Regions from separate parts of the Mus musculus genome. Here region 1 is linked to region 2. The links are chromatin contacts, called in public HiChIP or PLAC-seq maps. All regions are on one chromosome and are shown on one strand. The core of a region is the stretch at or near the end of the contact, and the rest is flanking DNA. Distances in the headings are between cores, read along the strand shown. Region 1 has its middle 110 kb from the start of Pcmtd1. Region 2 overlaps St18 (suppression of tumorigenicity 18).

Region 1 (3,588 bases), core at 895-3,394, 120 kb after region 2:
AATCAAGGACTTGGATTTGGGCTTCTGGTTCATTTCTCTAATCAGAAGTCAAATGGAAAATATACTTTTATAAAATGAGAAAATACCATTCAGGTTCAGCTAGGGTTTATATACTGAGTTAAACCTTCAGTCCAACTAGAGTGTGTATATGTACAACAGTCTTATTAATGGTTATATTATATTAATATAAAATATATCAACATATATAATGTTCATATATGGCATTTATGTTATTTTTCATTTGATTGTTTTCTCTATCAAGACATACATACAATCTTTGTTGTCCTACGTATCATTAATTTAATTTACTTGAGAGATTACTATATGCTGGACTCTGCCTGGGGTCTATAATACAAAGAAACAAAGATGAATGGAATCTTAATGAAAGCACAATCAAGCCAGAAAGAATAGAGAACAATGTATCTATTCACTGCCTCTTACATAACTCTCTAAGGTAAGCATAAGTACCTCCATTACATAGTAGAGATTGTCTTAAAGTATACAGAGTTTTGGTTGGTTAGGCTGCAACTGAACTTTGGTCTAAAGCTTGTGCTGTTTTATGTAGGCAAAGCATTCTTAGAAGAGTTAGATATGTACCCAAGAGCAGATGCTTTGAAAAAGGCTATAAAAGTTAAACACAAACAATGAGGCTTTCAAAAATGAATGGTCCATTCTTCCTGGATGAATAATCTTTACAATTTGCCAAGTAATGAAGAAGAAACCGGTCTGGCAAGATGTCTCACTGTGTAAAAGCATAGACTGACAACTTGACTTGGGACCCTTCCTATGAGTTGAGTGAAGTTCAAAAGCAGAAACCTTACAATTGTGAGGGAGCTGGATAATATATTCAAATATCAAAAGGATAAATCTGCTCACCAAAATTTTATAGGAAACAGGTGAAAATTACACACACACACAGAGAGAGAGAGAGAGAGAGAGGGAGGGAGAGAGAGAGAGAGAGAGAGAGAGAGAGAGAGAGAGAGAGAGAGGAAAACAAGGTAGTTCATCACCACTTCTCCTTTTCATGAGAAATATTAAAGGAATTCCTCAAGCTAAGACAAAGGAGCTCTAAACAATAATGTGATAGCAAAATGAGAATACAGAACTCATTGGAAATATTTAAGTAAAGAAACAGATTTTATGTCAAAATAATGATGCAGATAAATCATTTTCACCTTAAATGTAGAAAAATGCCAAAAAGTATCAGCATAACTACAATGAGAAGTGTTCTTTATATAGTCACAGCATTTTTGTATGTGTAGGTGTACATGCCACAGCCCATGAGTAGAGACCAGACAACTTTCTTTCTGCAGTCAGTTCTCTCTTTCCAACATATGGGATGTAGGGGATGGGACTCAGTTTGACTTGGCAGCAGGCACCTTTCCCGACTAGAAGAACTCTTAACCATACAAGAATATAGTGACATCAGTAACATGAAGAAATAAACTGTAGAGATCTTGAATGCTATTGATTTAAATTTGTTATCAAATTAAATTAAACTGTTATACCTTATGTTAGTATCAACTTAACAATGATCTATAAATGGAAAATAGAAAGTAATTAAAGTGTATAAATATCGAAATATCAGCAAAGCACAAAGCTAAATAGCAAATGGGGGAAGAAAGCAAACAAGAGAGCTTTAAGCCTAAAAGAAAATCACCAACAAGATGACAATGGTTGTCCACAATGAATAATTAGCTTAAACATAAATACACTAAATTCCCCAAATTGAAAGACAATGAGAGATAAATGGGGTGAGGTTGTGTATTGCTAATTTTCTGTAGCTATGATAAAGCACTCTGATAAAAGTCAACTAAGGAAAAAAGGGTTTATTTTTGGTATGTGGGTCAGGAAGGATAGAGTCCATTGTGGAAGGGAAAGGCATGGTAACAGTCAGGAAAACAGCAGGAGGAAAAGGAAGCTTGTTGATCATATTTCCATCCACATATAGGAAGGAGACACAGAGAATAGGAAGTATGACCAAACTATAAACTCTCAAAACCCAAAGCCCAGTGAAGTCTTTCCTCCCATCAGGCTCCACCTTCTATAGGTTTCATAACCTTCACAGACAGCACCACCGACACATACATTCATCCGCTATGGATCACAGAGCAGGAATTACCTTACTACACGCTCCTCCTACTCTATATAAGAAACACATTCTAAAAAGGGGAAGTGTCTTGATGTGTAGACCACCTGCTGGGCAAACATAAGGTCCTGAATTCAAATCCTCAGAATTTATGTAAAGCACAGTAGCACACATCTGTAATCTCACTTCTACAAGAGGGGAAGCAAAGACAGGAGAACCCCCAGAAGTTTGCAGGCTAGCTAGCTTGGTATTCACATCAATAAACGAAGAATCCTGGATTTAAAAAGGTAGAAGGCAAGGACAGTCATCTGAGGTTGTCCTATGACCTTCTCCACTCATATGCACATGCAAGCATAATATACACACAAAGAGAGATTTGGAAAAAGGAAAAGAAACACACTTTAAAGACATGAGGACTTAATCTATAGTCCATGTATAATATCACTGAAAAGTAGCAGGCCTATCTCCCCCTGCATCTTAAGCAACAGGCCTTAAGCCAAAAGTGATCATATTTTGTTTTTCTGAAGTCTTATTTTCAATACCAGATAGAGTACATAACAGAAGATCAATAATGAAAAAGTCTTGAGCAACAGGATAAAGTTAACACATACAACATTCATCACAACACAGAAAGCACCTTTGCTGTTTGCTGCTCAGTCCAGGGATTGAGCACAGGGATTCTTATACCTAGGCAAGGACTCAACCACTGAGTTGCAGTCCAGCCCAGAAAGCACATTCTCTTTTGAAATAGCCACTCATTGTTCTCCAAGGATAGTTTACATGGTAGGTCATAAAACAAGTCTCTGTGATTTCGTTTTTAAAGAATAAGATCATATAAGCAATTTTCAGGCACAGTGAAACAAATGCATAGGTTAATAGCAAAAAGAAAACAGGAAACAAGATGTAAAATTTAAGACATACTTGAAAAGCAGGAAGGTCAATGCAGAAACGGAAAAGGGAAGTTAGAAACTGCCTTCAGCTGAATGAACAACTAAAAAGATTTCAGCATAAGAAAACTTGTGGAAAGGCTTAGAATGGCAAACATGTAAACAGAAGAGGGGGAAGAGGAGGAAGAAGAGACAATCCAGCCAAGCAATCTAAATTTATACCCAAGTCAGAAAAAGTGAGCCAAAAGTTGACAGAAGGGAGGAAACAAAAACAAAGAAACAATATATTTGTTAAAGGATGAAATTAGATTATTTGGAATGATAAAATTGACAGAGCCTTAATTAGATCAAGAATTATTTAAAAAAAAAAAACAGAACACTTAAATAAGATTTAGAATATAAGGAATTACTTTACAATGAATGACACAGAAATCAGAGAGCTCACAAGAAACTACCATCAAACTGTAAAACCTAGAAGAAATGGAAATTTTTAGAAATACATAACCTACTAGAACTAACTCATGAAAACCAAAAAATCCTAAACAAACCTGTAAAAGGTACAGAGATTGAATCAGTACCTAAACCTCCCTAGCATGCCACGGCCAGTGCCCA
Region 2 (3,868 bases), core at 672-3,171:
TAACTCTGCTTCTTATGTCATTACCTCTGCTGTAGATAACATCTATGGAGAGCAACTTGAAGACCATAGAGGAGGAGAACAAGCTTATAGAACAGAGCAATGAGAGTCTGCTGAAGGAGCTGGCAGGGCTTAGCCAGGCTCTCATCTCCAGCCTTGCTGACATCCAACTTCCACAGATGGTAAGACCAAGAGCAAGGCTCTGCTACCCCATCATCTACCTCAATGTCTTTGTTCCATTACCCTGTGGCTGAACTATTGACAGTCACCTACCCCTGATTCATTTTCATGCTTAATGCTTTCGCAATCTAAGAACACGGTAGATATGCATATTCAGATAATTCAAGGCCAGTGGCATTCCAAAAGGCCAGGACTCTTTAAGGATGAAGGTTTACTTAAAGCTATCTTATAAAGTTATTTGAAAGCTGGATGCCAGAGCTCACTCACTGTAAATATGTTTTCAAACAGTTGATTCTATACATCCCTCAGCATCATCTACTCAACTCATGAACTATAACACTCCCAATAATCTCATTGTAATATTCAACTTCTTTTCATGGAACATAGAATGCATGTGTGTGACCAAGGCATCCGTATTCCTATTCCTATCCCTTATCTCTTATCCCTTACCCCTTATTCATAAGTATGCAACTATTTAGAATTCACAAAAAGTTTATTCTACATTTTCACAAATGTAAATCAGTCTTTGGAGTTGGAGATGCATTGCTGGGAGCTATATTGGTGATGCTGTTAATTTCCTCAGCTCAGTACAATCCCTGCCATTCCAACATAGGACTGTTAAAGAACCACTTGGCAAAAGCTTCATCCTCCTAGCATACTTTCCACAGACAGCTGGTTTTATACTGAAAAGTGCAAATGAGACCCAGACTCTTCCCAAGAAAAGACATATAGTTTGGACACCTCTAGCTCAGCATTTATTATGTGGTTCCAGATTGATCCCCAATACTATTCAATTGCATTCCATTAATGCCATGAGTTAAGAGTATACAGATAGTACACACACACACACACACACACACACACACACACACACACATTTTCTGTCCTATCCCAAACTGCCACAGTCCTATAAACCCTTCTTTTCCTACTTATATAAGTTGGCAACATTTGTCACTATCTCCTGATCTTCCTTGGGGCAGCTGAACCTCTGTGATTGGTTTCCTTGTGTCTCCATCAGGGGCCTATCAATGAGCAGAATTTTGAAGCATATGTAAATACTCTCACAGACATGTACAGCAATCTGGAACAGGACTATTCCCCAGAATGCAAAGCTCTACTGGAAAGCATCAAGCAGGCGGTGAAGGGCATCCATGTGTAGAACGACAGTATGCAGGAAACAGAGGTCACTACGGCCATGAACTCCCACAAATCTGCAGGGGCCTAATACCCCTGGAGCCCAGAGGCTGTCCCTGTGTTTATAATTGCAACATTGCACTAATTTTTCCCCAGCTGACATAAAAAGGAAAGAAAAACTATGATAAACTCTTTGGATTAAAAGCAATGCAGTCAATTATTAAACTCGTTTATTTTCATATCTTTTTCTTTTCTTTCTTCATTGCACTCTTTATTTTGTAAAGTATATGTAAAAATAAATGTGACATTTTATATTTTATTTATTACTAATCAAAGAGTTTTTTATCTTTTAACTGCATTTTGAAGTCTACTATATTTTTACAGGTGTGTTTATTAATTTATCTTCTAATAGGATTTAAATAGAAATGCTGTTCTCAAATCACATATCTTTCTGGATTTAAATGAGAAAAACAAAACAAAAGAAATGTATGAAGGAAATCCTGATGTCAGGACTACACTGTGGTCAAGCTTGGTTTCTACTGTGCACTTCCATTTCTCCTTTACTGGTTTTGTTTTTATAAATGGCTTTTGGTAATGTGAGCTGTGAAGGATTATGAAGATAAATGGCGCCCACTAGTGGGAAATCCACACTCACAAAAGCACAGGATGTTAGCAAACAGCGCACTCAGAACTTGATAGCAATAATTAAATAAAATAGTCAGCATAGTATTCCACATGGCTGCAGAGATTTAATTAATATGAATTATTTATTTAGACTGCTTAAAGCATACATTTTAAGTGAATCAGATTTGTCTTCTTGTTTTTCAAGTCATATTGGCTAGTTGGCAACCCTTTCCCAAAATGAGAAATAAGCTTTGATGGGACCAGCTTGGCTTTTCCTGCTACACGTTAGTACAATATACAAGTGACAATGTTGGTGTAGATTTGTACTTACAACTACAGACACATCCAAATGGAAATTGTGTAGATACCGTATCCCCTGAAATAGCATTTATCTTACTGGGTTGACTGGAATAGAATGCAAAACAGAAGGCCTGAAAAAAAAAATGCTATTCCAAGCTAAGTGGTTACCTTGAATATTGGCAGCATTGGTCTTTGCTTCCCTAATAAATAAGGCAGTTTCAATTTGATAAAACTCTTGAACTTCAAGTGACACAAAGGATGTTACACACACACACATACATGTACACACATGCACATACACACACATACAGACACATGCACACACACACACACACACACAACAGCACAGTCTACACACATATATGCACTCACACTCATCCACACGTGAAATTCAACCTGCAATCTCAACTGGATCAGAGTTTAGAAGTTGCTGTAGTAAAGGCAATGTCTATTTCAGGGACTGTAAAGTAGTTAAGCATTGTTTCAAAAGTTTTTTTATATTTATTTTTTTTAAGGAAAAGGTATAGACAACCAGCTAAACTGCCTTTTTGGTGTGCACACACATTTCATGTGCAGATGTGCCTCTATGTAAAAGTACACATGAACTTTAGTGTGGGCTTAATTTTCTGTGCTATAATAAAAGTGTTTATTTTTTATTAGCCTCATGAATATTTAGATTTAGTGTGATGGCATTCACAGGCTTGAATTCACTGTTACTACTGTTACATGCTCTGATACATGAGAAGTGGTATAGTCACTCCACTCTCGTGGAACCGTGGATATTGTTATGCATCACGTGGCGCTTATCTTTGGCTTGGGGTTCATTTGAACTCTTGAATCTTAGTTTAGTGAAAATGAGATGTCTGTTCTTAGGTAGGAAAGGTGTTTATTTAAAGCTCAATTTTAAAATAAGCAGCTACTGCGAGTAGTGTCTACTATAAATGGGACACAAAGTTTCCTATTAAAGTATGTCTTTGAACATTTTGCTACACAATACTTCAAAGAAGCACACAAATGGGCTCACTTATTACAAAGACAGAAGTTTACTTTGCTAAATATTTTAACAAGTTTGTTATATATTTTATTTAAAGAGATCTCCTGCAATCCTATGTATTTATTACTATAATTTACATGGCTTCAGTTAATTTATTTGTGTTCATATAGTTTTATGAAGTGTATCTGTATTTATTTGCCTCCTCGTACTTGTGTTTTATAACATGCACTGAATTATTTTCTTTTCAACTATGTTAATGATTGATACTGTAAATTGGGTATTTTGTAAACAAAAACAAAGGCAGTGATGTATGCGTTTTTATTTGAAGTAGTTTGTTTGTATACTGTTTCTCCAAATGATTAATATTTCTTACATCATTGCAACAAAATTGTGTTCAGTGCTGTGCATTTGGTGTATGGTAGGAAATAAAAATTGATAATGAATTTGGCCATGATATTTACTTTATCAAGACAGATGTCACCAACCCCATGACCCACAGCTCCTGATATGGTAGAAAACCTCTAACACAGAACAATTCCTTCTGAACACTTTTACCCTTGGTTGAGAGGATTCTTGGTTGGTTAACATCTTGATTGGTTAACACCTTGGTGTAGAACATATCTCCAAAATGGGGTTTGC

Evidence for each region. HiChIP or PLAC-seq counts read pairs in DNA pulled down with a chosen protein or histone mark.
Region 1: a RAD21 HiChIP or PLAC-seq map of pro-B cells shows a contact between it and region 2, with 5 times the contacts expected there. The contact joins two enhancer-like sites. A contact is called at or near these places in 1 of 39 promoter capture datasets (the C10 cell line), 2 of 15 datasets of contacts at CTCF or cohesin (large pre-B cells and pro-B cells), 17 of 484 Hi-C or Micro-C datasets (the 63-12 cell line, B cells, the C10 cell line and 14 more), 1 of 115 datasets of contacts at active chromatin or transcription factors (large pre-B cells) and 2 of 9 other capture datasets (liver and pancreatic islet).

Annotation. Positions count from the first base shown.
Region 1 is chr1:6,973,402-6,976,989 of GRCm38.p6, forward strand. No RefSeq gene overlaps it. Among named protein-coding and RNA genes, the nearest start is that of Pcmtd1, 110 kb to the right of the region's middle. Within about 2 kb of position 2,145, at least 8 of the 459 cell types and tissues checked have an H3K27ac peak or open chromatin away from gene starts, as enhancers often do. A contact at or near this core is called in pro-B cells, where this site is marked.
Region 2 is chr1:6,857,265-6,861,132 of GRCm38.p6, forward strand. It overlaps St18 (suppression of tumorigenicity 18), which reads left to right. Exons shown (of 22, transcript NM_173868.2): 21 at 36-179; 22 at 1,196-3,676. The coding sequence ends at 1,336. Among named protein-coding and RNA genes, the nearest start is that of St18, 130 kb to the left of the region's middle. Within about 2 kb of position 1,922, at least 3 of the 459 cell types and tissues checked have an H3K27ac peak or open chromatin away from gene starts, as enhancers often do. A contact at or near this core is called in pro-B cells, where this site is marked.